3 separate regions of the Cricetulus griseus genome follow, and all the other regions are linked to region 3. A link is a contact called in public Hi-C and Micro-C data. All regions are on one chromosome and are shown on one strand. Each heading gives the region's core, a stretch centred on a gene start, on an enhancer-like site or on the middle of the called end of the contact. The rest is flanking DNA. Distances are from core to core; before and after follow the strand shown.

The links. Hi-C and Micro-C count contacts between places; a contact is called where the count stands out from the background.
Region 1: a contact with region 3 is called in a Micro-C map of the CHO-K1 cell line, with 4 times the contacts expected there. The contact joins the promoter of Gars1 here to the promoter of Inmt in region 3. A contact is called at or near these places in 2 of 8 Hi-C or Micro-C datasets (the CHL-YN cell line and the CHO-K1 cell line).
Region 2: a Hi-C map of liver shows a contact between it and region 3, with 5 times the contacts expected there. The contact joins the enhancer-like site here to the promoter of Inmt in region 3. A contact is called at or near these places in 3 of 8 Hi-C or Micro-C datasets (the CHO-K1 cell line, fibroblasts and liver).

The regions. Positions count from the first base shown.
Region 1 is chr8:86,283,917-86,286,616 of CriGri-PICRH-1.0, forward strand. It overlaps Gars1 (glycine--tRNA ligase), which reads right to left and starts at 1,328. Exons shown (of 17, transcript XM_027429682.2): 1 at 1,067-1,328. The coding sequence starts at 1,276. LOC118239240 (a long non-coding RNA gene) reads left to right here and starts at 1,299. Exons shown (of 2, transcript XR_004770974.1): 1 at 1,299-1,488.
Region 2 is chr8:86,391,992-86,394,727 of CriGri-PICRH-1.0, forward strand. It overlaps Nod1 (nucleotide-binding oligomerization domain-containing protein 1), which reads left to right. Exons shown (of 13, transcript XM_027429675.2): 13 at 2,143-2,736. The coding sequence ends at 2,215. Among named protein-coding and RNA genes, the nearest start is that of Nod1, 51 kb to the left of the region's middle. Within about 2 kb of position 1,375, at least 1 of the 6 cell types and tissues checked has open chromatin away from gene starts, as enhancers often do.
Region 3 is chr8:86,141,996-86,144,695 of CriGri-PICRH-1.0, forward strand. It overlaps Inmt (indolethylamine N-methyltransferase), which reads left to right and starts at 1,421. Exons shown (of 3, transcript XM_027429690.2): 1 at 1,421-1,800. The coding sequence starts at 1,644. All of the region lies in intron 2 of Mindy4 (probable ubiquitin carboxyl-terminal hydrolase MINDY-4), which reads right to left.

The sequences.
Region 1 (2,700 bases), core at 78-2,577, 140 kb after region 3:
TGTACTGCAGTTCCAGGCTAACGTGGCAGAGGGAGGGGTTTGGAGTGTGGGGGTTTTTTCCCCCCAAAATTAGATGTATTCTTTCTAAAGAAAGAGATTTTAAGTAATAGCAAAAACAAAGGAACCGCACCTAATTTTACGTGGGGAGACTGAATGTACAGAACATAGAATTAAAAAAAAAAAAAAAAGCCCACAGTGAAATTCAAAATGAAAGCCTATTAACTGAGGCTCAAACTAGAGCAAAGTGGCAGAATTTCCTGAAGCTGTAGCAGCTCTACTCCAATGGATTATTTCCGAAACAGGATTCCTCCGTCTTTAGCTAGACAAACGATTGCATCAGGCACCAGCGCAGGAGGAACCAGACTGGTGTTTACGGCTAGCAGGTCACGGATGCCAGGGCCCTACTGAAAGCTCTGGCTCTCGCTGGGTATCATTGAAATACTTTTCTCCTTTCCCTCTCTCAAGTCTGATCTCCACTCAATGCTACAGAAAAATAAAAAAAAAGGGGGGGGTGCAATAAATCCCCAGCTCCTAATGCTAGACCCCCTCTTCCCTTGCGCAAAATCACATTTCCAGGTGTCCCACCCCAAGGATGCATGACTTCACCGAGTGGCTCAGTCATTCCATTTACAATTTCCAGCTTGATCCTAAAACTCGCTGGCTCCAGACACCCTCCTCGGAAGCCAGAAAAGCTGGGAAGGGCGCGGGACCCTGAATTCGCATCGGTATTGGGGAGTGGGGAGTTCGACACCTCCCTACAGCAGCCACGTTTCGACCGTGTCTTGCGAGCCGGCCCTGAGGCTAACTAACACCGAAGGAAGGAAGGGAGTTGGGTGAAAAGAAGGGGACGCTTCCCAAAGCATCCCCAAGACCAAAGAGAAGCGCAGCATCGACTCGCCCCTGAGCCGGGAACGAGGCCACCGGGGTGCGAGGGCGGCGGGATTCGGGGTAAGCAGCGGGGATGGCACGAGGCCCGCGGATCGCCGATCGCGGATCGCGGGTGCGGGCGCCGCGCGTGGTCGGGGGAGGACCGTCCGGAGGGGCGCGGGCGCGGGCCGGTCGGTACCTGCTGGCGCACGGCTAGCCGCAGTGGGGCGAGCAGCTCCTCGGCGCTGTCCATGCTGCTCCGGGAGGCGGCGGGCTGCGCGGGAACGCTGAGGAGCCGCTGAGACGCGGACGCGGCGGCGGCGGCGGCGGCGGCGGCGACTCCGGGTGGCGACAGGAGCGGCAGCGCGGCGCGGGAGGCTCTGAGCAGCGCGGGCAGCAGACAGGGCATGAGCTCGCCGCCCAGGCGGTGCGCGGGCGGCTACGGAAGCGGCGCGCGGCCCGCCCGGTGCATGATGAAATAGTAGTGCAGGCAGGCCGCAGGCGCGCGCAGCCGCACTGCTCCCCCGCCGGCGCGCGCAGCCTCCGCGTCCGCAGCCGCAGATTCGGCACAGAACCCGGAAGGGCGCCCACTGGCTCCGAGGGACGTGCGGGGAGGACGAGGTAACCAGGCGCACAGAAAGAAGGCCGGGGCTTCTGAGAGTGCGGACCTAGATGCCAGAGCATCTGAGATCGTGGGCCCAGACGCTCGAGGAGCCCCACGGGAACGCACACGCTTCTGTTTGTTCTCCATCTCGCTGCTTTAGAAGAGCATCGAAAGTCACACCAGATAGGGACCTGGAGTTAATTAGCAAGCAGGGCATGGTGGTGCAGAGCGGTAATCCCAGCACTTGGGGAGCTGAGGCCAGAGGATTTGAGAGTGCAAGACCAGCCTAAGCCTACGAAGGAAGAAATAATGTTCAAGCTCCATGTTCCTCAGACTATTAATAGGAACTGGGGTTGCTGTTCTTCTCAGGGAATGCCAGTTAGCTTGAAAGACGAGCTATGAAAGCAAGGAAAGGCAACTTTACTTAGCAAACCAGCTCATGGGGAAGCCAGGGGAACCCTCACTTCAAAGTTTTTGCGGAAAAACCTTTAGTGAGTGTTATATAGGTAGTGTTATATAGTGGGTGTTATATAGGGAGGTGGTGGATGCTCCAAACTGTGGGCGCCTCACAGCCAGAAAGCCAGATGATGACGAGCCAAATGAAGTACTTCTCCCTATGGCCCAATCAGGAGATGCTACCTTCTAATTTGGCACATGTCAAGAAAAACCACCATTATCCTTGGGCTATACTTGTCATTGATTATTTATATTTTACACAAGGGACAGTCTAGAGGGTAGTGAAGCTGGCCCAAGGCCCCCTTTCAGATAACCAAACTCCTTGCAATGAGAGACCACAAGTTCTCAACTCCCAAAACTATTTGATGCTGGTTTTCAAGATGAGGAACCAGGCACAAAGCAGTTACTAGTTTGCCGGTTATCACCAAGACAGAAGCTGAGCAAGAAGAGGAGGTTTGTGAGACTCGGGGAAACTCTTCATTTGCTTTCAAGTTGCTTTCAGCACCAATTTTAGGGATCACACATATTTTTATTAGCTTTACTAGAGATAATGCCTGGGGCACCATGGCAAACCTTGTATTTTTTCAGGAACTTAAAAGGTTTAAACTGGTTTAAACCACTGCTCCTTCCCTGAGGCCTGCCCAGGTGTCCAAAGGTGACCTTTCAAGGTCTGAGGGCTTAAAACTTCACCCTCAGAACACGCTAATGTCACCAGTTTTTAAAGCATACCCTGTGAAGAGCTATGACAAAGATCACCATTTCCTTGGTCCTCC
Region 2 (2,736 bases), core at 125-2,624, 250 kb after region 3:
TGTGCACATAGACGAGTTTGTTTAAATGCTGGTTTGAGAATGTTGCCTCTTAGGTAATTCTAGATCCTTTTGAGTTGACCATCACATAGAGTGTGGCTCTTACACATAGCCAAACATTTATGAAGAAGGCTGTCACTGAGATTAGAGCCCACCCCAACAGAGAATAATGTGGCAGTTGTGCTAAGACCAAGCTTTCTGTGAGGAGTTCTGACTAGTGCCTTAGGAGCAGGCCTACCTCCTGAGATTCCCAGGCACTGGTGCTGTGTCTCCAATCATCAGTGAATAACATGAGCTGGAATGCCAGCCTTGGGCTGCTGCTAAGAATCCAATGGTGAACACACATGAACTGTCCTCATGGGCTCACTCTGAGGTCAGGGAGGAGCACAGAGGGGGAAATAGTCAAGTGTAACCATGGAAGCTGCAGGATCAGGCAAGGCAAGGAATGGGTTGGACACAGGGCAGGCTTCCTAAGGAAGAAGAGACTTTAGACTAAGCCACCAAGGAAGGATGGGAATTGAAAAGTTGGAGTAGGTCTGAAAGTGCTACGTGTTGGAGAAGGGCACACATGAAGGCTTAGAGTTTGAAAGAGTGTCCACCAAGAACTACAAATAGCCAGATATCATGGCATATGCATTTAACCCCAGCATTCCAGAAGGGGTACTATGGCCTGATGTTTGAGACTAGCTTGATCTACAGGGAAACTGAGGCAGAAGCGTCATGGCCAGCCTGGGCTATATAAAGGGGCCCTTGTGTGGTGATTAATATTGGCTGTCAGTTTGAAAGGACCTACAATCACCTGCGAGGGAAATCTCTGGGCATGTCTGTTTTGGTTGAGTTAAGTAGTGTGGAAGGCACATGCTAAGTGTGGGAGGCACCATCCCATGGGCTGCGACCTCAGGCTGAAGGATAGACAAATAGGTAGACAGACAGATGGACAGACAGACAGACAGACAGACAGACAGACAGACAGACACACAATCAGAGAGAGAGAGAGAGAGAGAGAGAGAGAGAGAGAGAGAGAGAGAGAGAGCGCAGAGTGCCAGTGCTCATGTCTCACTGCTTCCTGACTGCAGATGCAAGGTGACAAGTTGCCTCATGCCCGGTCACCATGTCTTTTTGCCCACAAACTGCATGTTAAAATAAACCCTTCCTTCCTTCCTTCCTTCCTTCCTTCCTTCCTTCCTTCCTTCCTAAGTTGTCTTTGTCACACAACAGAAAAAGCAGCTAATACACTCTGTCTCAAAACAATCCACAGTAAGTTGGTGTGCCATCGACTCGGGTGTTGTGGGAGAGGAGCAGGAGGGGGCGGAGGAGATGGGAAGAGCCTAGGCAGGAGAGGTCTGGCAGTCAGATGGTGTACTTCAACCTTTATACTGAAAGCAGGAGAAATCTAGTGAAGGGTGTGAAGAGAAAGCGGATGTGGCCAGGCCAGAGTACCCCTGCTGGAACAGTCAGTAAGACCCTGCTGTGCCCAAAGAAGGCCCCGGCCACTCAGAGCACTCTGGTGGGATTAGGGCAACAGAGGGTCAGAGTGCCATGCCGGCACTGCTTAGGAAATAACATAGAACTTCATGAGAGAACTAGCAAGACGGAGGCAGGCCTTGGGGACCTGACAGCTGGAAGGAGGGAGGGACTATTTAACTGAGCTGGGAACTCTGGGCTGCTGTGGCAACTGTGAAGTGTATGAAGACATCCAGAGAAAGAGGTCAGGAGGAAGCTTGCCCAGCTCACCTGACTGAGGCGAGAAAAGAGGCCAGGAGCTAAGGGCCCAGTTGGTCCCCCGCCTCGGAGGAGGCCAGTACTAAAGATGAGAGCATGAGAGAGCAGGCCAAGAACATAACCAGAGACAGGAGAAAAACCAGAGTCCATGAGAGAGGACACAGTGCTTCTGGGAAGACAAAGTCAAGAGAGCAAAAGCCGATGAAGGCTCAGAAGGAAGGTGAAACCTGGAAATGTCACTAAACTTGGGCTGATAGAAGCTGCTAGTGGGCCCAGTGAGGTCCAGTAAATAGAGCAAGGGCAGCTGGAGAAGACTGGTATTAACCTTATGAGGCACACAGCGTGTGGGGTCACTTCTTGGGAAGGGATGGACAATATTCTGTAACACTTTGTGTAAAATGTGCCTTTTCTCCTTTTCGCTAGTCTCAATGGAAACTTAATCAATCAGGAGGAGGCCAAGGTCTTTGAAAACGAGAAGCGTATCATCTGTTTCTGATGGCCATTCCTGGGCTGAGTCTTTGCTCCCCAGCCACAGACAGCGCTGTGCAGTCAGCGGGGACACGGATGCTATGCAGGGCCTGCAGCAAGGGGACTGTCAGGAGCCCTCCCCTGCAGATGCTCACACTGGCAGCACCCGAGCTGTGGCTGGGACACGGCAGGAGTAGAGTGTCTTAGGAGCCACCATCACCACTCAAAACCAGCAAGGTATTTTCTATATGAAGAGCTGTCCTTGCATATACGCAATGATGTCTGAAGATGAAGGAATGAGAAGCACAGGGGACCAACTTCAGCTCCCACAGATGCCTGCCTGAAGAAGGACTCATGGGACCAATGTCACCTTCAGGAAAGAGCTGGGGACTTGGGCAGAGCCGACAGCAACTTTTCGGAAAGAAGGCACCGGGTGACCACACAACTATCTTGAAACCTCCTTCCTCTCCTCAGAACCCCACACTGTACATCTGTTTCTTCCTCACAGCCGTGGTTACTGAGGTATGCCCACTGTGGAGAGGGCTCATC
Region 3 (2,700 bases), core at 171-2,670:
TCCCGCTTTGGGCATAGAGTCTTGAACATGAATCTGGAGCCTCTGCTGCTGCCCGAGTGACCTTGGACATCACACTGGCCCCTTCCTTGTTGTTGAGGGGGCATCCACCTTGCAGGTTACTATGAAGATGACAACAGACTTCTGTCACGTATTAAGTGATCAGTGTCATGAACTTTGCCCGTGCTATGTTGCCTGCAACCCAAGCTTGCCCTCTGGCAACCCACTCTGAACTTTACTGCCCAGAAGCTCTCACCCTTAGATGACTTTTAGAAAGAGATGGGGCAAGCTTTTTCTTTTCTTTTCTTCTTTCTTTCTTTTTTTTTTTTTTTCATCTTGTGATCATTGCAGAATCCCTGCAACGGTGTAAGAGTGTATCTATCCTTTATCAACTTTCCCTTTCCCTTTGTGGTAGCAGCCCTGCCAACCTAACTCAAACCAATCACCTAGGAAGTGAGGAATGGCCCCCATCATGCTGGTCTGTGGGGGTTTTCTTGATTAATGATTGATATGGGAGGGCCCATGGCCCTGTGGGTCATGCCACCTTTTGGCCAATAGTCCTGGGTTGTATAAGAAAGCAGGCTGAGCAAGCCAGTAAGCAGTGTTCCTTCAAGGTCTCCCCCTGGTCCTGCTTGAGTTCCTGTCCCCGACTTTCATAGAAGATGGACTGATCAGGAAGTATAAGTCAAAAAAATCCTTTCCTTCCCAAGTTGCTTTTGGTCATAGTGTTTACTATAGCAACAGAAAGCAGACTGGGCATCATCTTTCAAAGCAACCAGACCAGATCACACCAGACCCATGAAAGCTAGTGATCTTGGGCCAGGAGGGGCAATGTGCCCATGTGCACACACGTGTTCCTGGGTGTGTGAAGCTCTAAGCAGCGTGATGATACCTTCTCCTGCATGTCAGCACTTTTTCAATTGTTCGTCCAAATACAGTGCTTGGCCAACACAGGCCTGGTGATTTAGGGAGGTGCTATCAAAGTTTACTCCTGAGCTAATAAAAAATAAAACATTAAGCCAAGTGAGAAAACAAGATTAAAATCTCCAGGGAATCATTAACTCAGTTAAAGACAAGCTGCTTGCAAATGCAAATTCACTGAGTGCAGTGGAAAAATTTTGACAATCTCAGGTCCCACATCCCCATCCCAAGGAGCACTTCTGCTCTGCTTCTTGTTTTGTTTGCAGTTGCAGAAACGAAGCCCAGGGTGTTGAATGTGTTGGCCAGGGGACCTGGTCCTGAGTCCCCACCCTCTACTCTCAACCACAAGAGTGAAGAAGCATCCCTGAGCAGACCTTGATCTCTCTGCTCTGACTTTCTCTTGGTCCCTGTGTAATTCTCTCCCTCTCCCTCTCCCTGCAATACTGCCTCCAGCCACACCACCCTGGGGAACTAGTGATGAGACTGTCCCAGGACAGGAGCGGGTGGGGCGATGATAACACAGGACTCTAGCATTCTCATGCTTCATCACAAAAACCATATCGAGCCAGGAATCTGACACCAGCGCTCTGATAACATCCACCGGGACCCTAGCTCCTCCCTGAAGAGGGAGGCCTATTAAAAGAGGCTATAAAAGGTGTGGTGGGAGGGAATGGGCACTCTGCAGAGGCAAGAGGAGTACAGACAGCTGCAGTGGGCTAACCAGAATGGAGGGCAAAGTATACAAGGGAGGTGAGGACTATGAACAAGAGTTTGACCCCCGAGACTACCTGGCCACCTACTACAACTTCGACTCGGGCCCAGTGGCAGAAAAGGAAATCATAAAGTTTAGCCTGCAGAACCTCTACCAGACCTTCTCTTCGGGTGAGTGGCTAAGGTCCCCTGGGGGAGGGGCTGGAGCAGTACCAATGTGAAGAGCTCATTCTGTATATACAGATGCTACAGCGGTGGCCAGCCTGGCAGCCCACAGATGGCAATGTGTGTGGGTCCAGAGGAGCCATGCCTTGAGAGCTTGCAGCCATGGTCAGCTTCAGTTGCCTCACTTGTAGAATGCCTCACTTGTACCCCCAGATTTGTGGAGCTTCTAGGACACTTCTGGGAGAAGTGACAAAATGAGCCTGAGCACCAAAGCTGCTCCACCCTCCTCCTCTGGCAGAGGCCTTTCAGAGAGCTCTCTAGAATTTCTGGGACATTGCATTCTCTGGAAATCTGATGAAAATTCTTATACACACAAACATACATGTAAACAAGCGTCCAGAATTTTCCCCCGACATCTAAGGTGGGGGAGACTAAAGGTTAGCACTGTGGGAAGGGAGAGGGAGAGCCATTAGACCAGCAAGAATAAAGTATAATAGTTCAGACTTCTCAGTACTAGGAGAGTATGCTCTGTGAGATCCTGGAGGTTGTTTAGCAACACCACAGCCCCCCCCCAAGGGAAAAAGGGGCCTTCTTAACTAGACATTCTGTGCTAAGGAAGGTGTGGCAAGGGGCTCCCTCAGAATACAGAGGAAGGGAGGATACATGCTCCTGGAGAAAGCTGGGCAGAGTACAGGCACTGATGCTTGGCAGGGGCATAGCAGGTGTAAGAGGGGACTGCAGAAGGGAAGGGGCGGGGCTTAAAGGTGATACCCTGGTGCTGCCCTTGTCTTCTGATACATGGCTATCTTTTCTAGTATACCTGAAGGGCTCTTAAGAACACACTGGATTCCTTCTCAACCTTTATCCCAGACCCTGTCACTCTGTCGATATCTCCAGTTTTCTAAA